Regions from separate parts of the Zea mays genome. Here region 2 is linked to region 1. Evidence: chromatin contacts called from public Hi-C data. All regions are on one chromosome and are shown on one strand. Each heading gives the region's core, a stretch centred on a gene start, on an enhancer-like site or on the middle of the called end of the contact. The rest is flanking DNA. Distances are from core to core; before and after follow the strand shown.

Region 1 (4,146 bases), core at 825-3,324:
TTTCAACGCATTGCTTCAGCGGATGCACACAAAAAAATAGCTGGCCTGTCGGAAATGCCCCTCACCAACAACCGCTATAGACTGCACTGTCATCCACTAAGAATTTACTGGAATGCCCTCACACGTTCTAGAAAAAAGGGTGACCCTTTCCTGAAGGCTAAAGAAAAAAAACGAGTGTCCCAAAACTAGCAGGTAGAAGTGGGTAATGGCGTGATGCTTTCCACGCCGGTTTCGCTCACCAACTACGATTAGACACAAACTTTTCGTGTACACCCTTCCGTCCCCTGCGGGGATTTACTCCAAAACACTCCTCTTTCGGATTATCACAGGTTAACTAAAGTTTCTCAGCCACTTAAACATAATTAAGAAACAATAGTAATCCGTAAGGTCTGCGTTATGGATGCGCTACTGACAAAACAGATATTGATGTGGCAGGCAGTGGAGAGGAATTAGACAGCTCAATGGACCAAATACAAAACTCTTGCCGTCAAAGGACGCCTAAATGATCCGATTTTGATAGCCACAAATAGCAAATCAGAAAAAGAAAGGACTAAAGAAAAGGGAAAGAAACTGCTTGTAGTGCAGCACCACCGACTCCAAGCACAACCATGGGGCATGGGTATTTGTTGCTTACCTCTTTCACCTCCTCCTCCCCAATCCGGCCGTCCGCGTTCTTATCCACCCTAATTAAAAATGACAAAACCAATACATTTATTGAAAGAAAATAGACGAGTCTCATAGTAGCCGGCTAAGAGTGGCGTAATGGTGGGCATGGTAGCGGGGTGGTATACATGTCGAAGAAGATCTGGAGGCGGGAATCGAAGCTGTTGTCCGTGATCTGCTGCCAGATCTCGCGCAGCTCCTCCTTGTTGATTTTGTCAACCTGCACCTGACGGCGGCGGCTCAATGTGTCAAACAGCTCGAGCGCGAACTCTTTCGATTCCGTCATCCCTGCACGTGTACATGCAGCTCCCCAATGTTTCAACGACGAAGGGAAATGGAGGAGAAAGCCGAGGGGAGGCAGCGCGGCGTGGTGGTACCAATGCATTCCGCGAAGTCGGAGCGGGAGAGGAAACCCTCGGAAGCGAGGCGGTCGAAGTTGGCCTGCACCTCCATCCAGGCGTTGTTGGCCTTGTTGCTGCTGATGAAGCGGAGGCCGCGGAGCGCCTTGTGCGCGCCGGAGCGCGTGCGGTCGAGCTGCGCGCGCTGCCGCCGCGCGGCGCGGGCAGCGAGGGCCGACTCGATGCCTGACGACGGCTGCTGCTGCTGCCCCTGCCCTTCCGCGCGGCTTTGGGTGCGGCCGAAGCGCTTGGTGAGGTCCTGCGAGAACTGGCGCGCGATGGACATGGCCTCCGCCTTGAGCTCCTGCGAGAACTGCAGGAGCCGGTGCGACGAGGTCCGCCTGATCGACGGCGACAAGGACCGCGACGACGACGACGCGCCGCCGGCATGGTCCCCGCGCGCGCCCAGCGGCAGCGCGGTGGCGCCCCCCGCCGCGGCCGGCTCGACGCTCCGCAGAATGATGGTGTCGTCCTCCTGCAGGTCGAGCGTGACCTCGACCAGCTCCTCCCCGTCGTCGGAGCTGCGTTCGGAGCCCCGCGGCGAGGAGCCCGTGCTGAGTGACCGCGGCGTCGTCCCCGCCGAGCCGCTCCATCGCTGGTGGCCCGGGGCGGCGGCGCCCCTCATCGCCGACCCAATCAGAAGCCGCTTTCCAGCGCGGCTCCCGGAACAGTCCAATGCTCGAAGAGGAGACGCGCTCGACGACTGGATGGATCGATTTTGTGGGTGGCCTTGGAATCTCTGGGGAAAGGCGCCCGCGACGCGTCCGAGCGGGAGCTCGAGCCGATGAAAGAGGAAGCGCAACGAGACAGCAATATATGAGGATGAGAAGGCGAGTACGGTGGGCCGGGCCACGCAAATGCACAACTCTATTTAATTATCCACATTGTCATCTACTAATATGTAAGCAGACTCTACATGCATATGTGCAATCAATTTTCCACCAGTATGTACCATTTTATTAGTAACCCTGTATTTAATCTACCGTTGAATTGAATGGGTATCCAAAGAACTAGAAAACGTGATTGTACGCTTGTACGCAGAGTCTGGTTGCATATCAACAATAGCATTGGACTCAATGTAGTTTAATAATATAGCCAATATTATACTTAATAATATTATCATGTCACATATAATCAGTTAAAATACTACTCATATAATAACCCTATAATGATATAAGATAAATATTTAATAATAAGTTCACATTTTTTTTCACAAACTGTCTTGGAGTCGGTGAACATCTCGCTTTCAGTTGATTACTAGTGAACAGCTCGTTTTTCTTCTTTCTTTTTTCTTTTTACTATATCATTATAAATGTGTGGTATCTTTTACAACCGCCTACATCATTTTATTATGCTTGTTCTTGCGACCATAAGTTCTACCAGCACGTACGCTTCTATTGATTAGCCCAGCACAAGTTGGGGTAGGAGAGCAATCCATTCATGTGAGGGAGTAAATGATGTGAGCCTTCTTTACCAAATAAATCACTGATTTTTACGGTTCTATGGTTGTAATGTTAGTATGTCACCTTTACTCTTTTTTATTTATGCAAAAATAAAGTAAAATTAAACATAAGTAAAGGTTTGAATTTTAGTTGTTGGTTTCACATTCACACTCATCTCACCAACAGAACTTACATATTTTTATGTTTTATTAGAACAAAATTTACACATGTGATATGTAGAAAGTGTAGTAATGTATGAGCATCTGACTAGTTTTTTAAAATATATAAAGGTATTTGGGACAAACTAAACACAGTTCTCCAATAGCTTCCAGAAAGGGAAATGTGTCCTTGTGCCATTTTAATAAATGTTTTGGTGATTAGATGCCCAACACAAATTACTTTGGTTCAAATGTACTAAGTGTGGAAGAGATGCAAATCAAAGAATCAAGGTATGACTCTGGCCTTACTAAATTGTTTTGTGTACTAACATATTTCTCTAAGTGCTAGGAACCTTGGTTAATCAACTAAGATTGGATTGGAGAAGTTTGGCTAAGTGCAGCCAAACTTGAACCAGCCTAAGGTGCACCGGACACTGTCCGGTGCCTAGGCTGGCTCGGCGACAAACTCGTCTCTCTCGGGACTTCGCCGAGGGCGCTGCGGCTATAATTCACCGAACTGTTCGGTGAGCCAACGGCGCCCACGCCAACGGTCGGCAACGCAATCAGCGGGCGACGCGTGGCCTGGGCCAACGGTAACTTGGTCTCACCGGACTGTCCGGTGCGCCAGGGGACCGAGGGCTCAACGGTCGGCCTCGCTAGAAAAGCAAGGAGATCGGGCACCGGACAAGGACTGTTCATGTCCGGTGGTGCACCGGACTGTCCGGTGCGCCACCCGACAGAAGGCAAGAATTGCCTTCTAAATGGAATTCCAACGACTCCTAGTTGCCTTAGGGCTATAAAAGGAACCCCCTAGGCGCATGGAGCACTACACCAAGCATTCTCTAAACATCCTAAGGCGCCTAGACTCCGCAAATACGCATTTGGAGCATCGTGGTTGAGATTTGAGCACTAAGTGTGTTGTGAACTTGTGGCATTGTTCTTGTGTGCTCTCTTCTTGACTTGTGTGCGTATTGTTGTTGCGATTCTAGTCTTGTGTGTGTTTCTTCCCCTCCCTTACTCTTATGCTCTTGTTGTGATCAACTTTGTAAGGGTGAGAGGCTCCAACTTGTGGAGATTCCTCACAAACGAGAAAACAAGTATAAGGAAGAAAACTGTGGTATTCAAGTGGATCATTGGATCGCTTGAAAGGGGTTGAGTGCAACCCTCGTCCATTGGAACACCACAATGTGGAAGTAGGCAAGTGTTTTACTTGGCCGAACCACGGGATAAAATCATTGTGTCTCTTGTGTCGCTTTTCTTTGTGATTGGTTTCTTCTCAAGAGTTCTCGCTAGCAACTTGGCTTTAATCTTACTAACATTTCATAATCAAGTTGTGCTATTAGTATTTGATTTTACAGGATCACCTATTCACCCCCCTCTAGGTGCTCTCAATTGGTATCAAAGTCGTACTCTTCATTAAGGGACTAACCGCCCGAAGAGATGGATCCTAAGGGTAAGAGGATGGTGATCAACGACAAGGAGAAG
Region 2 (4,105 bases), core at 1,173-3,672, 85 kb after region 1:
CGACGGGCCCCGGTCACCGACGCGACATCCTACCGGAGCCTGACCGGCGCGCTCCAGTACCTTACCTTCTCCAGGCCTGACATCGCCTACGCAGTCCAGCAGGTGTGTCTGCATATGCACACCCCGCGGGAGCCTCATCTCACCGCTCTCAAGTGGATCCTGCGCTACCTCCGCGACTCCCTCGACTACGGCCTCCTACTCTGACCATCCCCGACGTCGAAACTCGTGGTCTACACCAACGCCGACTGGGCTGGATATCCAGACACGCGTCGATCCACCTCCGGTTACGTCGTGTTCCTGGGCGTCAACCTCGTCTCCTGGGCCGCCAAGCGGCAGCCCGTCATCTCTTGCTCCAGTGCTGAAGCCGAGTACCGTGCCGTGGCCAACGGCGTGGCAGAGGCCTCCTGGCTGCGACAGCTCCTCCACGAGCTCCACAGTCCCCTCCAGCGCGCCACCCTCGTCTACTGCGACAACGTCAGCGCAGTCTACCTCTCCACCAATCTCGTGCAGCATCAGCGCACGAAGCACGTGGAGATCGACATGCACTTCGTCCGCGAGCGTGTCGTCGCCGGTGACGTTCGGGGTTCTCAGCGTCCCCACCACGCTGCAGTTCGCCGACATCTTCACCAAGGGGTTACCGTCGAGTGTATTTTTAGACTTTCACTCTAATCTCAACATCTGTACATGATATAGTTGCGACTGCGGGGGTGTGTGTTAGAACTGTATTAGGGTTTATGAGGTCTCTCTTTGTACATTTACCATCTCAACGCTCTGTTTGTAATGGGCCAGGCCCAACTCAGTCTATTAATATACAGGCCCACACTAGTGTAGGGTTAGAGGTTTTTTCCATTCTACATGAATATGTGATTAGCATCACAAAGGGGCGAGTAAAACAACCCTCAAATGGTGTATTTCAACGTCTAGCTTGACCTGTTGGTGCATGCATGTATCTACTTGAATGACGAACAAAACTATGGCTGTTAGTAGGTGGGCATATTGGTAGGGGCCGGGTTACTACCCACTATCCTTTGGTTGCTGAGACTTAAGACGATCTTAAGGACGACGAGTGTCATGCACACGTAACACAGTTTCTACCAGACGGGGCCTAAAGCGTTCGAATGCATGGTGCCGCCTCTAGAAGCAACGTGACGCAGTCAGGGAACAACCAAGCTCTGCTACTTACGTTACTCTATTAGTATTTCGGATGAAACCTGCAAGCCGCAACAACATGAAGCCTGTTTGGATTCGCGGCTAAGGTTAGTCGCCGTAGCTTGCATATGTCGTACTGTCGCTGAACGACCCGACCCCACCCCACCTGCTCCAAGGAACATTAAAGAGGTGTTTGGTTTCTAGGGACTAATGTTTAGTCCCTACATTTTATTCTATTTTAGTTTAAAAATTGCTAAATATAGAAACTAAAACTTTATTTTAGTTTCTATATTTAATAATTTATAGACTAAAAAAGAATAAAATGAAGGGACTAAACATTAGTCTCTAGAAACCAAACACTCGCCTGCCTTTATTAATGTTCCATGCATGCTTTTGCTTTCATGCACGGCCGCAGCTTATTATTTATTGCTTTTACCATGCATTCTCGTCGTCCAACAGCGAGCTGGGTTTCAGGAGTTGAAACAGAGACCAACCAGAGTGTGTACTTCAGCTTTTGGTAACCCTTTCCTTCCTTTCTCAACTTCTTTCAAAGGTAACAGAGAAAAATGCACCCCTACTGAAAGAGATACTGATTCTCGGTGGAATAGACAAATGGAACAGTGTGGCAGCGATTTTTGCTTCGCAAGAACTTCACAGTCAGAAACCTCTCGATACATGATATGCTTACATACATGTCCTCGTCTACTAGCTAGATCCATCACGAATGTTCCGCGAAGACTACTCCTGGTGTCTGTTGCTCTTGCATGGTCGATAGGATAGGAATACAATTCACCTTATCTCCTGTTGTCGTCCCGGTCGAAGCTCGAAAATGAAAGTATGCTACGTGGGCGAATGGCATAAGGAGCAGCACCTCACGAGCAAAGGGAGCAGGAAGACCTCGCTCAGTTCACACGGTTTTTCAGCTTCCAGTGTACTTTAGACACCAAGCCCCCCCCCCCCCCCCCCCCCCCCCCCCCCTTTCGCGACCTGTAAAGACGCCAAAAGAACAATGTGGATTAACAATTTCCAATCGACACTGCCGATGATAATGCAACGCTGCTCTGCGATTTTATTCTCCAGATCGATGACAATGGCTTGTTGTGCATTCCAGCTAGTAGCTAGAGGAGAAGCAAGCAAGCTCAAAGCTAGCGCACCCAATCGCACGGCCGGCTAGGCTAGGCTTTGCTGCTCTGCTCCCATCAACGACATATGCAGTGTTCTCACTTCACTTGCATGGGAGAACGTTCAAAAGATATGTGCGGATTTGATGGCACAAAAGCGACGCGCACATTCCCTCCTCGAACGCGAATTTATGTCTCTCGTTCTCGTCTTGCTCTGTGGAGGAAGTGGGGAGAAAAAAAAGACAAGTGTTTATGCCATGTCGCCAGCACAGAAAAAGTTAGCCCAGTTCCTGTACACACTGAAACGCGTATTTGATTTTGAGGGACCTGGAATCAACGACAAATTGATTAGCTAGTACTGCATATTGATTGCTATGATTTACGAAACAGTAGGCACACCAGCAATTGTCAACGCACACACAAAAGAAAGAAAGAACACCTGGAAAGCATATATGTACACATAATCTGAACAAAGACGTCTCCCATAAAAAATATACTGGCATTATTGATACATATCAGGAAAGCTGAATTAGCTTACAGCTGTTTGTCAAGAAAACAGCTGAAAACAAGTTAACAAGATGCCACGATTTATTGCATGGCCAGTGGCTAACAAAAAGAGGTATGGAGTTGAAGAAACGATAGTCAATAACTAGCAACAGGGCTACACTGATCAAGCACGAATGCTCAACAAGTATTTTTCAAGTGAAACTTAAGGGTCTGTTCGGTTTGAGGGGGGTTTGAGGGAGATCGGAGGTGATTAAATCCCCTTCTATTCAGAAGGGGATTTAATCTCCTCCCATCCCTCTCAATCCATCCCTAACCGAACAAGTCTTAAAGGGCATGCATTCTACCTCGACAACAAGGCATACAAGAGATTCCTTTCTCTCTTTTTTTTCGTGTAGATCAGAAGTAGCATAGGTATACATTTAGTGTAGTTTCTTCAAAATGCATGCAAAGAACTTGGCAAGGCAGACAAGAGGAAATAACAATCTTGCATACTTTGACAAGCCAAATGGGTCAAATCTCTTTTACCTTGATACAGACTCAAATTGATTACTGAAGCTGTCAACATCATTACATCACACAGAGGATTATACCTCCATAAGACCATCAAGCCAACTGATGGGGGCCAAAAGAACAATAATGTGCACTTAGGTGCTTCAGTCATGTTTATCAACAGTAGTACAAAAAGGGAATAGCACTAGTAATGCAAAACTACATTAGTCACCAGGTAACACAAGCTACTAGCTAGGATTAGTAACTCTGAACTGCAAGGAAGGAATGCCATAATGAATCCAGTGACTCAATGAAAAATATGCTTCACAAGATAGCTGCTAGACCCTCCTTTTTGACAGGCCTGTTCCCTGGAAACCCTGTGCGGGATACATCAACAAGTGCCTTAAAGCTGTAAGGTTCATGCATCGACAGCTCTGAGAGCACCTTCCTGTTGAGTTGGATGTTCTCCTTCATTAATCCATGGATAAAGTTGCCATAATTCACCTGATAGTCAAATGCAAGAATACAGATGCAGGAAAGCTATGAGCACTTCCAACGGTAAAATGAGAGGCTGGTATTATTAGATGGTATAAAATTAGCATGATTATATGTTCCTAACAAATGCCAAAATTCCATTCTTTTTCACATACCCCGTGCAACCGTGTACCAGCATTGATGCGCTCAATCCAAAGGGGTCTCATGTCCCTCTTCTTGTTACGCCTGTCCCTATACGAATACTGCAAGAGGCTTTCTCGACTCTCTCCCTTGCTATCCTTATGCAATTCTTCGCCCTTCCCCTAAATCCCTTGGCCAACTTGAAAATCTTGCCCTTATTCATT

What was found. A called contact is a pair of places that touch in the nucleus more often than the background predicts.
Region 2: a Hi-C map of leaf shows a contact between it and region 1, with 4 times the contacts expected there. The contact joins the enhancer-like site here to the promoter of LOC100037794 in region 1. A contact is called at or near these places in 5 of 25 Hi-C or Micro-C datasets (bundle sheath, ear, leaf and 1 more) and 1 of 3 datasets of contacts at active chromatin or transcription factors (leaf).

Annotation. Positions count from the first base shown.
Region 1 is chr3:205,539,815-205,543,960 of Zm-B73-REFERENCE-NAM-5.0, forward strand. It overlaps LOC100037794, which reads right to left and starts at 2,075. Exons shown (of 14, transcript NM_001374296.1): 1 at 1,041-2,075; 2 at 792-951; 3 at 635-683. The coding sequence starts at 1,686.
Region 2 is chr3:205,624,894-205,628,998 of Zm-B73-REFERENCE-NAM-5.0, forward strand. It overlaps the pseudogene LOC103651235. Among protein-coding and RNA genes, the nearest start is that of LOC100192885, 25 kb to the right of the region's middle. Within about 2 kb of position 2,423, at least 4 of the 20 cell types and tissues checked have an H3K27ac peak or open chromatin away from gene starts, as enhancers often do. A contact at or near this core is called in bundle sheath and leaf, where this site is marked.